Regions from separate parts of the Hordeum vulgare genome. Here region 1 is linked to region 2. A link is a contact called in public Hi-C data. All regions are on one chromosome and are shown on one strand. The core of a region is the stretch at or near the end of the contact, and the rest is flanking DNA. Distances in the headings are between cores, read along the strand shown. Region 1 holds the start of LOC123425364 (acidic leucine-rich nuclear phosphoprotein 32-related protein 1). Region 2 holds the start of LOC123425359.

The links. A called contact is a pair of places that touch in the nucleus more often than the background predicts.
Region 1: a Hi-C map of seedling shows a contact between it and region 2, with 7 times the contacts expected there. The contact joins the promoter of LOC123425364 here to the promoter of LOC123425359 in region 2. A contact is called at or near these places in 4 of 6 Hi-C or Micro-C datasets (leaf and seedling) and 1 of 1 datasets of contacts at active chromatin or transcription factors (embryo).

What each region holds. Positions count from the first base shown.
Region 1 is chr2H:104,493,876-104,498,779 of MorexV3_pseudomolecules_assembly, forward strand. LOC123425364 (acidic leucine-rich nuclear phosphoprotein 32-related protein 1) reads right to left here and starts at 2,405. Exons shown (of 2, transcript XM_045109051.1): 1 at 1,168-2,405. The coding sequence starts at 2,346.
Region 2 is chr2H:104,054,729-104,059,223 of MorexV3_pseudomolecules_assembly, forward strand. LOC123425359 reads right to left here and starts at 2,655. Exons shown (of 4, transcript XM_045109048.1): 1 at 2,227-2,655; 2 at 2,045-2,125; 3 at 149-324; 4 at 1-11. The coding sequence starts at 2,521.

The sequences.
Region 1 (4,904 bases), core at 1,155-3,654, 440 kb after region 2:
AACAGGCTTAAACAATGCTTAAGTTCATGACATGCTTAAGGTAACTAATCTTCTAGCACACAAAATCAGTTAATTGGCAACTAAATCAACAGGATAACCAGAACAAAACAAATAAATAATATGTTGAGATATAAATCTGAAGATAAAGCATAACTTAACTTAAGTAGTAAAAGAAACAAATTAGCATATAACCTATGCAAAAGAGTGCATGATTAAAAAACATATGCAAAAGAGTAATAAACAAATAATTGTCATTACCAAAGCTATTTTGCAAGGAAAATTTGTAGAAGAAACAAATATGAGGGGAGTTCCATCTTGCTACAACATGCATCAGGTGATACAACAGTCTAAGCCCACAAATCAATACATGATGTACTAGAAGCACTAAGATGTTAAGAACTAAGGAAGATATGATGTACAAGTAGATGGATATGATATAAGGTCAAACATAGGGAACGGCATGCATAACTGATATATCCAAATCTTCGATTATTCCCAAATTGTAACAAATACTCCCTCCATAAACTAATATCAGAGCATTTAAAACACTATTTTAGTAAAATAAACATCAGTTCACAGAGGAAGTATATTAGAAGCACAAACTAGAAAGTCACTAATTTTAACATTCAAATATGTAAAGTTTTAGGGTCAACAACCTGAGGAACTAAATCTATTTCCAAAAATATCAAGAAATAAGAATCCCCGAGCTTCTAAATACAAGATCTGCCATAATCATTTTGGCACACTCCTGATCATTTTGAGGGTGGAGAGCAATATACTGGGAGCATGATTGCCTTAAATCTCCATATGAGCAAATTTCGTTAAATTTACTTTTCCACAATATACTTTATACCCAAGGTGTTCACCTAACCAACCACAAAAAGAAACGAGATTTCAAGTGTGGATCTGACATATGAAGTACTCTACTTTGGTAGTATGCGTTGCCCGCGTAATCAGGAAAATTAACAAGCACACATAACTAATGCATGAACTGGTAAATCTCCTAACTGAAAAACTAGCCACAGTTCAAATATACCTGCAGTATAGTAGGGTGGTCAATAGTTATCTTGCTAAACAATATGACTAGAACAATCACCCACAAACTGAACATGCAGAAATTGCAATAAGGTAAAGCACTTCAAAGGCTAGCAAGAAATTGTATTATACCTCATCATCAGCATCGTCATCATCGTTGCCATCCTCATAAACCCTACTATCCTCCAATCTTTCCTCATCTTCCTCTCCAATCTCACCATTCTCATCCTCATCGTCACCTTCACCTTGTTCATGTCCATCAATCTCTTCTCCAACACCCCCCACCGCCACAGCAACCCTCCCACTACTCTCTGGCTCAGCCTCCTCACCATCATCCTCAACCTCCTCTTCCTCATCATCATCGTCCTCATCGATGCCATCCTCCTCATCATCACTACTGGGCACATCAAGTACCTCAACAACAGTGTCATCTTCATCAACCTCCTCATCGATCTCCTCTCCCAAATCATCCTCCTCCTCATACTCTTCCTCTGCATCATCGTCGTCATCCTCCACGTCTTCATCATCCTCGTCAGGGGCTACCCCAACCGCTGCGACCCTGAACCCGTTGGCCCTGTGGTGGTGCTCGGCTTCCCCATTGGGCACGACCTCGTCGGCCTCGCTCTCGTCCTCATCCACATGGATCACCCCATTCACCTCCACCGGGCGCGGTGCCACGCTACCTCGCGAGTGGGTGACGCCCCCGTTTGCCACCTCGCCGCTTCCAGGATCCTCGTCATCGTCGTCCTCATCATCATCTTCCTCCTCGGCATCGCCTTCGCCTTCGCCGTCCGCATCGTCGTCGTCGTCGTCCGACTCCGGGCGCTCGTTCTCGTCGGCGTCCATCTTGTCGAGGTACTTGAGAGTCCGGATCAACCCGAACACTCTGGATCTGTAGTCCTTGACCCGCGTGACGGGGCACTCGTAGAGGTCGAGCGAGACGAGGCGGAGGCGGGCGAGCGGCGCAAGGTCGTCCACATCTTGGATGCGATTGTTGCTGAGGTCGAGGTCGCGCAGCGAGGCGAGACCCGCCTCGACGAGGTGCTCGAGGCCGCCGGCGATGCGGTTGTCGGAGAGCGTCAGGCGCGTGAGGTTCCGCAGGCGGGGGAACCCCGCGAGCGACGCGACCCCGACGCCGGCGATCGAGAGGTGCTCCAGGCTCTGGTGGCGCTCCAGTATCTCCGCCGCCGGCAAGCGCCCGTGCATGCACTTGACGGCGCCGTCGAGGGTCAGGCTCCTCGCCGGCGACGAGCTCCCCTCGCCGGCGGTGTGCAGCGCCGCCTCCACCGCCCTCTCCCACGCCTCGTCCATCTCTCTATCTCTCCCCTCGCCTCCCCGAAATCAAATAAATAAAAAAATCGGGGGCGTTTTGGTTGGGGAGGCTATTTGAAATACAGTGATTTATACGTGGGAGGGGTGTTTACCTCGCCATTGGAGGAAGAAGGGGGCGGCTCACGCGTCGCGCTGTGGACTCGGCGTAGGGACGGCGGGTGCGGCTTATATGAGCGGCCAATGGGGGCGCTTGGATCGCGCGGCGCGGATCGCTGACGTGGCGTCATCCCAGGGGCGTGTGCTTCCTTTGAGAGGAGCGGGGGAGCGGAGAGGCGTGGTGGGCTTGGCTGATGCCGAGAGCATCTTTTTCTGGTTTTCCAAAATCGTTTTCTCTTAAGGGCGAGATATTACTGCTTAATTATGCACGCGGTGCCGTGTGGCTACGCTTGGTTGTATGTGGGTAGGTCGCTGACAGATTGGGAATAGGGATGTGGGTCCGGGTTTGAAGTCGATAGGTGTTATTGTGTTTTGCGTGAGCGGGTACGGGCCGTCTGATTGAGAGGTGGCGGATGCGGGCCGTCGGATCGGTGGGAGTTTTCGTGGTGCCTACCCTTCCCGATTGCAGAGGACAGTGCACGCTGGCATTGGGGTCGGAGGCGACTCGGGTTGGCACGCGTTTGATTTACACCAGGGTTTGGCTTATATTAAGACTTAATTAACACGTTTTAATTAAGGGGGCTGCTACGCATCCATCGATAGATATTTACTAAACATCCGTCACCTGGACAGCCGTTCGATCTCGCGCGTAATCTGTTCCTGGACTTAATTCCTGAAACGACGCTCCAGTTGCAGAAAAATCGTTTTATTGCAAAAAATAAACTTTGGACACATTAATTCCTGAAACAACGGTCGAGTTTCAGAAACAATTGCTTGTTTCAGGAAAAAAATCTTCGTCTTTCTGCAAACATAGGTATTGTTGCGGAAAAAAAAATTGCAACAAAGGTCATGTTTCACAAAACTTTTGCAGCAGGCTGGGATGCGGCGGCGCTACGGGCGGCGAGGCGGCCGCCCCTTGGTTGCGGGAGCTCGTCAGCGTGGCCGAGAGGGGCTGCGGCGGAGCCGCGAGCGGGCTGAGATGCGGCGGCGTGGGGCGACGGGCGGCTGCCCCCTGGCCGCGTGAGGCGAGGCGGCTGCCCCCTGGTCGCGGGAGCTCGCCGACGGGTCGGGAGCAGGGCGGGGAAGGCCATGGCAACGGCGGCAGCTTCGGCGAGGCTGAGCGGCAACAGGTAGGCGGCGGGCGAAGTCGACAGGGCCAAGGCGGAGGCGCGGGGTGGAAATGTGAGGAGCTCAGCTTCATGACCGTTTCCTAAAACAACGATCCAGTTTCAGAAAACGGTTCGAGATTAGAGTGAGATCCAACGGGCAAGCGGACGGCGGATGGATCGCGGGGATCAGCCGGTGGAAGGTAATCTTTTCCCCTTAATTAAGGGTTAAATCTCCACTTACCAAAGCGTCATACAAAGAGATGCAACTCTTGTAACCGTCGTGTCCCTTCGGATGCGTCCCTTCGAAAACTATAAATATGTAATATTTCATCATTAATAGACAGATTTTTGATCTCAAATACGTTATCACCACGTAATCTCTACCGCGAGAGAGACACGAAAGGGCGAGACGGCGGTTCCTCACAGCGTCGGGAGAGAAGTTCTTCTGCACCGTGCTCGCGCCCGGCCGCCGCCCACGTCGCACACGTCCGCCAGGTTGTGGTTGCACCCGGCCGCGCTCACCCGCGCTAAGTAGTGGCCGACCGCGCCCGCCCACGCCCGCGCCAGACCGTGGCTGCGCTCGTCCTCGCTGTCGGCGTCGCGTCGTGGCCTCGCCGCTGACTCCCGCGCCTGGCCGGGCAGCGCCACACCTTGGTCACGCAGGATCGCGCCCGCGACCGCGGCCACCCGGCCTTCTCGGTGGTTCCTCCTTAGAGGAAGACGAGGGAGCGCGTGGTCCCTCCCTTTGTAGCCGGTGAAGCACCTGCCTTAACGGGGGATCTGCTGAGCTAGGGTCGGGATGGAGCAGCGGCTCTTCGAGCACTAGTAGAAGCACAGGAAGGAAGAAGGCTTCCTCTCATCTCATGACTATGGCGGACACCGCTTGCATGCTCGTGAGAAGGGGATCGAGCCAGTGGGGAATTTTCTTCCTTGACTACTCTCCGACGTACACCTTATCCATCGGGTGGTTGGGCCACCAATGGACTGGCTAATTGCGGTATTTAAAGTTAATTATTGTATTCATGTTGAGTACTCTTTTGTATTCAAGAATAAACTATGGTTGTCGATGGCGTTGGATGCGGCCACCGCACTGCGCCCCACGCTTGTGGGGTCGGCCCCTCCCTGCATTGTGCCCTCCGCGCGACAGTTGCTCGCGCCACGCCCACATCTATGTGCCCAGACGCCTTCTTGTGTCGCGCCCCGCCAGTTCGTGTGTCGCGCCCCGCCAGTCCGTGTGTCGCGCCGCGCCCCGCGCTCGGAAGCCGCCCACACCGCATCCCGACCGTGTTTGTGGCAGCCTGGCCCTAGAGGCGGCTACTCCCTCTGGTGTGG
Region 2 (4,495 bases), core at 1,405-3,904:
ATTTGACAACCCTGATTGAAAGTTGAGACATTCAGTTAACAGAGCACGGATTTTAGAAGAATAACAAGATAACATCTCAGTTTGTGAGATGCGAAGCAGACAAAACAGCTAGAGAAATGTATTTCTCCTGGCTGAAGAATGAAATCACCTTGTGAGTGGAAGCATCCACAAAATTGTCATCTTCAGATAGAACCAAAGCAATTTCTTTAAGAATTCGGCGACCTTCTTCCTTCGAAGGAACTCGGTACATCCTCTTGAGTGTGCCTTTGGTCGTGGGTTTCCATTTGCTGACGAGCTTCCATTTATCCTGGCCTTCTTTGTCACCTGAATAACAAGAGCATGCATCAGCTTCATGTATGAAACCATATATAATGGGCAATGAACTAGAATTACACATCTTCTACAATATTTTCAAGATTCTTGTCCCCATAAAGGCATCAAAGACACATATCTACTGTACTGGATCCAACATTCTGGTGTTCACCAAAATCATGATGCTTCCTTGTGAATCACTTGTCAAACCATTTGGGTATGCGTTGTCTCCTGCGTCCTCGATACAGAAACAACGGAATACTCCCTCTGTAAACTAATACTATAAGATGTTTTAGATCTGATCTAAATCATCTTATACTCCCTCCGACCCAAAATTCTTGTCTTAGATTTGTCTAGATATGAATGTATCTAGTCATGTTATAGTATTTTGATACATCCATTTCTAGACAAACCTAAGACAAGAATTTTGGGACGGAGGGAGTATTAGATTACAGATGGAGTAGCATTTAACACATGAAGCCTGAAAGGTTAACCATGTTACCAGTAGGCTGTATTATATCAAGAAAAAGAAACAGGTTGATCCCCGTAAGGTGAGGTTCGACACCAAAAATGGGTTCTTAGGTCCTTTCGATAGTTAAATGTGTATCACAAAAAAGAAGCAAAGAAATTGGAATCATAATTACTACAGTTTTGGAAAAGTATTTATACAGAGATATAAGCACTGGAATTTAGATATGTCAACGTGAAGAAGAAAAACAAGCGATTGTCAGTATCCTCCATACCATACACACAAGAGATACTAAGAAAAATATAGTGACAAAACTGAGAAGTACTAAAAAACAGAGCCAAGAAAACTATCAAGACCACAAATCCTCCATGTAGTACTCTTCCCAGTTTGAGAGTTCCTTGCACAGTACTCCCTCTGTCCGGATAGACAAGGCATACTTGACTTACCAATTATAGCTTTGACTGTAACTTTGTTTCAACTTTTAACGATGTTTTATCAATAGTTACAAAATCACAATCATAAGAAAGATACTTCTGGCGAAGCTTAACAAAGGTCGACTACTACCCGCGAGAGAAGTCATCTACTGATGTTGTCAGCGGGGTCACTCGTCCATCCATGCATGAATAGCGGTATCCCCCATCTTTAATTGTTGGTCAAAGCTTGAATTTGACAACCAAAATACGCCTTAGAGCCACACATCTAAGTAATACAAACAATCCACAAACAGGTGAACATTCTGATTCTCATGTCAAAAGCAAACAAACCCTGACGAGCATGTTTCTGTTCCATGATAGTAGCAATCTCCTATCGTGAGGCATTCTGATTCTCCTGTCAACAGCAAACAAACCCTGACGAACATGAGGCATGGCAGAGTTGCAAGTTCGTCGCCTTTTTCTACCTATATCCCAAACAAAATTTCCCCACAATCCCCTCATGTCATAACCCTTAGAGTAGGAGCACCCACACACAAAATGCTTCCACCTTTTCAGCCCCAGTTTGACCAAACCTCATCCAGAGATGAAAAGCTGTTTATCACCATGTGCTTTGATCCGTGGTAGCGAGCAGAAAGCTCACTCCAACAGATTCTAGATAGAATATATCCTTCCTTATCCACAATCCACCCCAGACCCACTAGCCAGGATACCAAACTGTACCGTTCGCAGCTCACAGTATTCACATTCCACTCCACTAAACGCAGCATGAGCAGCGGTGCACAAAAGATCATATCATCGTCGATAACATTTGAATCCACACCACGGATACCTGGTGCGCCGCCGCGGAGCTTGTCGGCCCACTTGGAGAACCCTAGGTCGCTGTCCCCGGCGCCGTCCTCGCCCCGAATCTCTGCAACACCACACCAAGATCAAAAAACCCATTTCCCTTTCCGAACCGAACCGCACGAATCATCCCATCATTCGCGGGGCGCGCGCGCGAGATGCTATTACCGTGGGAGAGGAAGGGGCTGCGCGGGGATCCCGCGAGCCCGATGTGGATGAGCGCGTAGTAGACGCAGAGGCGGCCGGCCCAGAGCAGCACGGGCCCCTCGAGCAGCGAGGCCGCGATGGGGCCCACGGCGCCGGCGGAGAAGGCGCCGGCCGCCGCGGCGGCGCGCCTGTGCGGGCGGGCGACGGAGGGGGGCAGGAAGGGGGTCTTGGACGCGGCCGCCAGCGGCCCGCGGAGGGCGAGCGGGCTGGGCGCCGCGGCGGCGGCGGCGGGCGCGTGGAGGAGGTAGGCGAGCATGGCGATTGGCAGAGATTCGTTGGCTAACTGTAAACGGTGGTGCGCGCGCGTCGGTTCACTCCGTTCTGTGCTTCACTCCTCCAGGTTTACGACCTTCGTCAGTGCTGCTGCGTGGCACAGACTACAGAAGGAAAAAGGAGAAGCGAGAAAAAAAATTAGATTGGTCCATAGAAACATTAGCTCTTTTATTACTAAAAATCAGAAGAAAAAAATGCTCGATATATTACACGCTAATTTTTGAACTATCGTCCAAATGCAACATCTAACCAGCCATGCGGATAGAGTTGTCGTGTTCCGGTTTGGATAAGAGCTGTGTATCACAAGTGTGTGTGTGACATGTGTCGCTGGATTTTTACGAGGCGGGCCTAGGAAGATTCATCGTGCGTGGTGCACGGTTTCTTGCTTTTCTTGTCCATGGAGTGAACCCATGTCAGGTAACATCTCAAACTATCCGAAATCACTTTCAATCGAGGTTTATTATCACTGGATTTGGTAACTTGGTATGTTTAAATCATTTCTCGTTCTTGGTCTTCAGATTGCTGGACTTGCGTGTATGTATATTCAGTTTTAACTCCTCGGACATTGGAAGGAAGGAAACTGTTTTTCAGGAACGATTACTACTAAAATATCTAGCGCTACGCGGCGAGTCAGGGCTATGCATGTCAGCATGTGGTGGCTTCAGATAATGGCGAAATGCTGAAGGGGACGGAGTGCGACCGGAAGGACTTTGGGATAGGTACACTGTATCAATACAGCTTTCGGGTGACAAACGGCGATGCTCTACTGGCTGCTTCCTTGCCGTGGAGAAATACGGGTTTTTGGATTGTTCGTCACGAACCTTCCGGCAGAAACCAGGGCGGTCTGGCCCATAGAGGCCCAGCCAACCACAATTTGCCCTTTTTTCATTTGGAAATGCTAAAGAATCTGACATAAGATTTCTTTAGTCATGGAAAATCAAGTGTTTCTCCATCGCAAAAATAAACAAATGTATTTAAGGACAAATTATGTTATCGTGAGGGTGGCAAATTATTTTTATGTTTAGGCCCTGTTTGGTAGCTCTGTATCTTTTAAGTATTCTGAAAATACTACACTTTCTAGGATTATTACAGTTTTAATTATTTTTTTGCATGGTAACTCGTGTCTTATTTACTCCCTCCGTTCCTAAATATAAGTCTTTTAAGCGATTTTATTAGATGTCTACATACGGAGCAAAATGATTGAATGTACATTCTAAAGTATGTCTATATACATCTGTATGTACTCCACTAGTGAAATCTCTACAAAGACTTATATTTAGGAACGAAGGGAGTATATCATAAAGATCAAATTACAAATCATGTAAAAACCGACATGATGAAACTAAGAAGATATCAAAACATCGTTGAGCTTGACACCAACGTTTGTCGCTTGTCCGTGACACCACCACAACAACCACCAAAGAAAATAAGGACGGATCACTTTTTTACCCGAACTCGATGAGGCTCCATCGTTGATATACAACTTTGAGGACCTTCAAAGTGACTTATCAAAGATGAAACCATTGCCGTTGAACGAATCAGACTGGGGCAACACACTGAACACGCCATCGAACTTCAGATCTGACACTTTTCCACGACTAAGACGTCGAAAGAGGAAACCATGCCTGTCATCCATCAACCACGAACCCAACACATATTTCGTCTTCCAGATGTCGTCGGTGCAGACCATAATCTGCATCCGTTCCTGGACTACCTCTCAAGCTCCGCGCTGACGTTGGAGCAGACGTCATCGCAACGGCGGAGCCCGAGGACACAAGTTCACCACAAGGATAACGTCGTGGCCGCCACAATTTTTAGGATTATCATGGTTTTAATTACTTTGAGTTGTTTGATAACCACTAAAAACCATGGTATTAATATTATACTTTTTCAATACTATGGTATTTTCTTTGTTTTAAAAAAAGAGCCTTCGGCCCCTTTTTTTAAAACCGAGCAT